2 separate regions of the Ovis aries genome follow, and region 1 is linked to region 2. A link is a contact called in public Hi-C data. All regions are on one chromosome and are shown on one strand. The core of a region is the stretch at or near the end of the contact, and the rest is flanking DNA. Distances in the headings are between cores, read along the strand shown. Region 1 holds the start of BEND7 (BEN domain containing 7). Region 2 holds the start of SEPHS1 (selenophosphate synthetase 1).

Region 1 (3,136 bases), core at 69-2,568, 190 kb before region 2:
ATCCTTGTTATCACTTTAATCCTTTCTGCTACCTTTTAGAACTCCAAAAAATGTATACAATTTTGTTTGTCCTACACATATCTTCTAGGAAAAAGCCCTGAACTCTGAATATAATCTCCAAGGAGACTGAGCAAAAGATTAAAAACCTCTTATTTAAGGATTCATTTTAGGGAACAGAAGGAACACTCCTCTGTTTGTTTTTTGGGGCCCTGCTGCACTGGCATGCAGGATCATAGTTCCTTGACCAGGGATGGAACCTGAGCCTCCTGCAGTAAGTGCGGAGTCCTAACCACCCGACCACCAGGGAAGTCCCCTGAACTGTCCTTTTTCTCACTTTGAAACCAGCCTCCCCACTTATTACATATATACATACAGCCTAACATAAGACCTCAGAAGGTATACCAGGCTCTGCTTCTGCTGTTTGATGGGTTATCTGGTTCCTTGATTTCCTGGTGTGTATATGCTTACGCAGGTTGCCTCCAACTTACCTCTTTCTCTTAGGTGTTCCTGTTAAATAAGAGAGGATCCTGGGGCTTCCTTGGTATCTCCATGGTAAAGAATCTGCCTGCTAATACAGGAGACACGGGTTCCATCCCTGATACTGGAGGATCCCACATGCTGAGGAACAACTAAGTTTCACAACTACTGAGCCTGTGCTCTAAAACCTGGGAACTGAAACTATGGAGCCCTTGAGCTGGTGCTCCAGATCAAGAGAAGCCATTGCAAAGGGAAGCTTGAGCACCAAAACTAGAAAAAAACCTGCCCAGCAAGGAAGACCCAGTACTGCCAAAAATAAATAATACACAAAATTATAAAAAAAGAAAAAGAGTGAGTCCTGAGCAGCTGCCTCCTCATTTGCGTGAGACTGGCAGTGTTACCACATTTATCAACATATTCTCCCCCTTTATTTCCTCTCCACTCTTTTGAGGTCACTTGAACTAGTCACACTGCTGGTTCCGACGTCCATCTCTTTACTCTCTTTGTATTTGCGTCTAGAGATGACCAGTTTGGTGGCGGTACTTTTCAAGCTTATCCGATCACATTTCTGACCTGCCAGTCCCCGCTGGTATAGAATTCTCTTCCATCCCCACAATAAAGTTGTTTTGAAAAAGCAATGGGGTACTCTTAGCTCCCTAGAAAAGGATACAGTATAAAACTAACACAAGCTTTCCATTCCTGCGGATTATTCTGGCTTTAGCACACCCAATGGCAGAGCCCTCTGCACCTGCCTTGGCCATGTCTTCTCTAAGAGTCAGAAGAGAGGTGGGGCACCCACTGACGTCGCATTGCTCACCCTATCCACCCTCTCCAAGCCCCACATTCGAAGTTCTCTCCCTGAACTTAACTCCCAATCTTCCTACATCCCTCCTCGCATTGGAGTAAAGAACTGAAGCTCACTCTTTTCCATACTCGTCTGATCAGTAAATTCTAAAATCTCTTTTCCTTGCAGAGCTCAGATGGGTAAGTTTTTGGGTTTTGGTTGATTTTTCTTCCCCCCTAAAACTTGCCTGAAACCAGTGTCTGGCCCTCCGACACCCTGAATCTCATGGCGAGAGGAGTGGGCTGGCCAGAAGGGTCGCCGACACCCAGAGCCGTTGAGAACCAGATCGGCCCCGGGAAGATGCAGGCGAGCTCGGAGCCGGGAGCCAGGCTCCCCCGGGCAGCCGCAGCCCGACTCGCCGGCCCCCGAGGCACCGGCGTCGGGATCCCAGCGCCTGGCAGGGACGGCGGTCCCCGGGGGCGGGTGGGCCGGCCGGGCCGAGGGCGCAGCGCCGCGGCCTCTGGCTCCTCCTCCGGGCGCCGCGCGGCCAGGCCGGTGGGTGGCGGCTGCCCGGGCCCCGGGGGATGGCGGCGGCCGCGCTCCGCCAGCAGGTGGCCCCGGGGTCCCGGCGGCGCCGCCTCCTCCCGGCGCCCCTCCTCCCGCGGGGGCGGTCAGCGCCCCGACCCGGCTCGCACCCTGCCGCCGCCGCCGCCGCCGCCCTCGGCCCGCCCGCCGCGTCCCCGGGGCCGCGCTCGCCGCCGCCGCCGCGTCCGGAGCTGTACCCAGGCCGGCCCGCGGCGAGCGCCCAGGGCGCCGGCAGCCCCGGCCCGCCCTCCCCGCCCCCAACTCGCTCCCCAACGGAAAGTTCGGCTCCGGCGGCGTCTAGCCCGGCAGCCGGGGATGAGCCGGGGTCGGGGGGCGAGCTGAGCGGCGGCCAGGAGGGGGCAACTTCGCCCGGGAGAGCGCCTCCTGCCCGGCCCCGCCGGCCGCAGCCCCCGGGCGGGCTCGAGTGGTTTTTCCCTTGCTTGTGCCTCCCCCCTGCGGATCCAAGAGACGGACCTTGGTCCCCGCGCTCCCGCTGCCGGGTGACAAGAGCCAGCGCCGCCGCCGCCGCCTCGGCCGCCGCTCTCTCTGTCCCTCCGCCTGGCCGCCCCCGGCCGCAGCCCCTGCCCTGCCCGCCCGCCGCACCATGGAGTTCTCGGAGAGGAAGCGGAGCAGGAAATCCCAGAGCTTCAAACTGGTGAACCGAGGTAAGCGGGGCCGGGCCGGGCCGGGCGGGGGGCGTGCGGGCGGCCGAGGGAGGACTTGGCTGCCGCGTAAACAGCCCCCGGCCCGCGCTGCGGCCAACTCCGAGGGCCGGGGCTCCTGGTACACCCCCCCCAACCCCCCCGGGTCCCCTCCCCGAGTCGGGCTTCGGCCGCACACACACCGGGCGGCGAGGAAAGTTGTGCGGCTGGGGGTGAGGGGGGAGGCAGGATGTGATTCCGCGTAAACAAGTCGGAGGGCACATCAGGAAATTAGCAAACAATGACACTTGGGGAGCGGGGAGCCTTCTTTGGTATTCCTCTCCTGTGGCTTGGCGGCCGGGTGGGGGAGGACGCGTCTCCATGAGGCCGTGCGGACACCCACCCGGACCAATGGTCGTGGTGGTTTGGGGTTGGTTTGCTTTTTCCGCCCCCCTCCTACAAAAAGAAGGAGAAAAGGTGGTGGTGGCTGTTGTAAGACCGAGAAAGAAGCTCAGTAGGTGTCCAAGCCCAGAGAAGAATTGTTGACATGCAGCATCTTTCCCGGATATGTCATTTGGGCAGGAAAGATGTTTTCGAATAGATCACGTAACAGTCAGATAAGTTATCATTAAAAAGAAAAAAAAAACAA
Region 2 (3,055 bases), core at 252-2,751:
GGCCCTGTTTTCCCTTCTGGCAGAGAGAGGATGTCCTCCCAAATGTGGTACAGCCTTCTTTTACAAGCTAAGCTTGTAAAAACCAAATCTGCCAAACTCTGCTGACTACCGCAAAAACACCAAACTCAGCATGAGACATGACTCTTCAGAGAGGGTCCTATTCACCTCTCTTGAGTGAGCCACCTTACCCTTAATCTCCCAAGATGTTTTTTTTTTTTTTTTCTCAGTTGTGACTTTTTTTTTTGCTAAAAAGTAAACACACAATACCAAAATGCCTCGGACAACTCACCAAATCGATTTTAAAAGGGCGGACATGAGAGGAATTAAGCGATCTTCATCCCCCTTTCCAGATTCTGGACATCTGGAGTGCTGCCTGGGGAGTGCCTGCACGTGGGTTACCCCAGGCGATTCAGAGGCAAATCTAGGTTTGTCAACCAGTAGGTTATGTCACTCTGACAAAACTCCAACACATCACATTAAAGAATCTAGGCTACTTTGTTCTTTCCTAACTTCCCGAAGCGCTACGGAGAAAAGACCGCGAGGAGCCTGCAACAGCCCAATCTCCTAGACTGCGCCCAGATCAAAACCCTGGGGAACTTCCAAGCAGAAATTTTAAGAATGAAATAGGCATCTGCGTAGCCTACAAACCTGACAACAGAACCTACAGTACCTTTTGGTTAAAAAACAAAACAAAACAGAAAAACAGTCCTGCCCCGAAATATATTTGGAAAATGCTGAACCACTCTAGAAAAGATTGGTCAGTTTCCAACTTCTCGGTTTCAAGGGAAGCACGAAAAGGCGTCGTAGGAAAGCATTTTACTTTATTGTCTTCAGCAATGTATTAGAAAGTTAAAAAGCTGAAAAAAGTAATCTCAGAAGCTGAATCTCTCCCTTGGGTGTTCATTCAAACACATGCAGTACTAGGCTGCCATGTTGACTTGGACCTGTGGAGAGCAAACAATGTAACTGAGAAACCTTAAACTCTGACTTCCTACCAAACGCACGAAACGTTCAAGAAACTTCGCAGGACGTGTGCGTGTTCACCAAGGCTCGGGGGATCTCCCGAGCCAGGCTGAACAATGGAAGGGAGAGTCGTTATTAATCAAACGCGCCGTCTGTGTTTCTAAATCTTTCGTCGTGGCAGAGGGGGCATTCCCTCTGCTCTCACCCGATCTTCAAATTGTCTCCGTGCTCATTGTCTGCCGGTAGGAACGACGGCAGCGCTCGGGGAGCAGGTACAGCGTCCCGCAGAACGCAGCACGGTTGAACCTCGCCAGGTTTTGGGAAACATTCCCAGCCCTTCCAGCAGGTCAAGGAAAAGGAGGTGGCCCGGGCGCCAAAGGCTGCTGCCAATGCAACTCGCAACTTTTGAAATCAATCCTTTTTGCATCGTGCAACGGATGCCACCGCTCGTCGGGCTTGCAACCCCCCACCCCTCCCCCGAGACCAATCATTGCCGCGCTCGGGCCTGCACATCGCCCCCGCCCCCTTTCCCGGGCCGCACGCAGCCACCGAGCCTCTCCGGCCGCGGCCCGCCGCCTCTTAAAGGGAGGGAGCCGGCCCTTAAAGGCCCCTCGCGTGCGGCGCACGGCGGAGCGCGGCGGCCCTGGTTCCCGGCAGGGGCCCGCCGAGCCAGGCCGAGCCCCCGCGGCGCCCAGGCGCGGCCCGGGGCCCTCCCGCCCTCCGCGCCGCCGCCGGGAGAAGCCTTTTTATTCAGGCGACGCTTAAGGGAGCCCGGCCGCGCCCGGTGCATTGTGGGAGCGGCGGAGTCCCGTTCGCGGGAGGAGGCGGAGGGCGCAAAGCGAACCGGTAAGCGCCTGGCTCGGGGAGGGGGGGCGAGACACCAGGCTTAAAGGGGAATATTCGTCCGCAGGCCCAAGGCGGCCGTGCGGATCCCCCCGCGGGCCGCCCGGGCGCGCCGGGAGCCGTGCACAACCGGCGCTCTGCAGCGCTGCCTGGAGAGGGGCCGAGCCAGGGCTTGGTGGGGCCGCTTTAAAAAAGAAGCACCGCCCGCGCCGCCGCCGCCGCGGCCGCGGCCGCCGCGCGGGGCCGGGGAAGGAGGGAGGGAGGAGAGGGCGGGGGAGGAGTGGAGGGGGAGGGCGGCGGCGGCGACGCAGGGGTTAATTTTTTCGCCCGCCGACATTTTTTGTGCGGCGGCGGCCCGCGCGCGCGGCGAGAGAGCCAAGCCCGGTCCCCGGGGCGCGGCGCCTTCGGGCCCTCCCCGCCTTCCCCCGGCACCCCCGCCCGCGCGCGCCCTCTCTTCGGCCCCGCGGGCGCCTTCTGATGCCTGGCGCCCCGGCCTGGCCGGCCCGCGAAACCGAAGTCCCATCGCGGCTAGTGGGGCCGTGCGGGCCTCGCGCCCTCCCCGCGGCCTGGGCCGCGCGGTTCCCGCTGCCGCCGGGACAGAGAGCGGGCGGGCGGGCATGGCCCCGTCGGCCGCCCCGCTCCGCCTCCTCCTGGCTGCGCCGCACAAAGAATCCGGGCCCGGGTGGCCTTTAAAGGCGGCAGCCAGGGATTTAAGGTGTCCCCGAGCGCTGCCCTCCGCCGCCCCGACGTGTGCTTCCAGCTGGGCACGCGCCTCTTGCGCCCAAGTCGTCGCGTCCTCCCCGTTGTTTGTTTCCTGGGCTTGGGGACCTTGGGGGAGGTAGGTACCGGGCCTGTGCTGCCCTCTTTCCCGCCCCCACTCACCGCGCTCCCCCGGCTCTGCGGCCCGCTTGGCGCCCTCGTTTGAAAAATTAAAACGTGGCTGGGAAAGAAAGGGTTAACCGTTGCTTTAAATATTCATGTCATTGTTTTAAAGGTGTAAACTGGCGGCTTTGGGGTTCTAGTGGACTGCATATTATGCAACCCACCTCCCCCCCGCCCCGCCCCGCCATTAATTTCACCTTTCTGCAGGCCTCCCCCATCTCCAAAAAAAGTAAGATTTTTTTTTTTTTGGATTGAATACGTCCTTCATTCTATTTGGAATTTTGAAACTCCTGAGTGCCTTCTGGGCTTAAGGTGTTTTCAACTTTTTACTGTTAAAAATCTTGGAAGATTTAAAAGGAAGCTAGTC

The links. A called contact is a pair of places that touch in the nucleus more often than the background predicts.
Region 1: a contact with region 2 is called in a Hi-C map of hypothalamus, with 4 times the contacts expected there. The contact joins the promoter of BEND7 here to the promoter of SEPHS1 in region 2. A contact is called at or near these places in 3 of 16 Hi-C or Micro-C datasets (hypothalamus, muscle and skin fibroblasts).

Annotation. Positions count from the first base shown.
Region 1 is chr13:27,563,125-27,566,260 of ARS-UI_Ramb_v3.0, reverse strand. It overlaps BEND7 (BEN domain containing 7), which reads left to right and starts at 1,318. Exons shown (of 9, transcript XM_060397370.1): 1 at 1,318-1,461; 2 at 2,313-2,511. The coding sequence starts at 2,451.
Region 2 is chr13:27,374,571-27,377,625 of ARS-UI_Ramb_v3.0, reverse strand. It overlaps SEPHS1 (selenophosphate synthetase 1), which reads left to right and starts at 1,501. Exons shown (of 9, transcript XM_027976639.3): 1 at 1,501-1,809.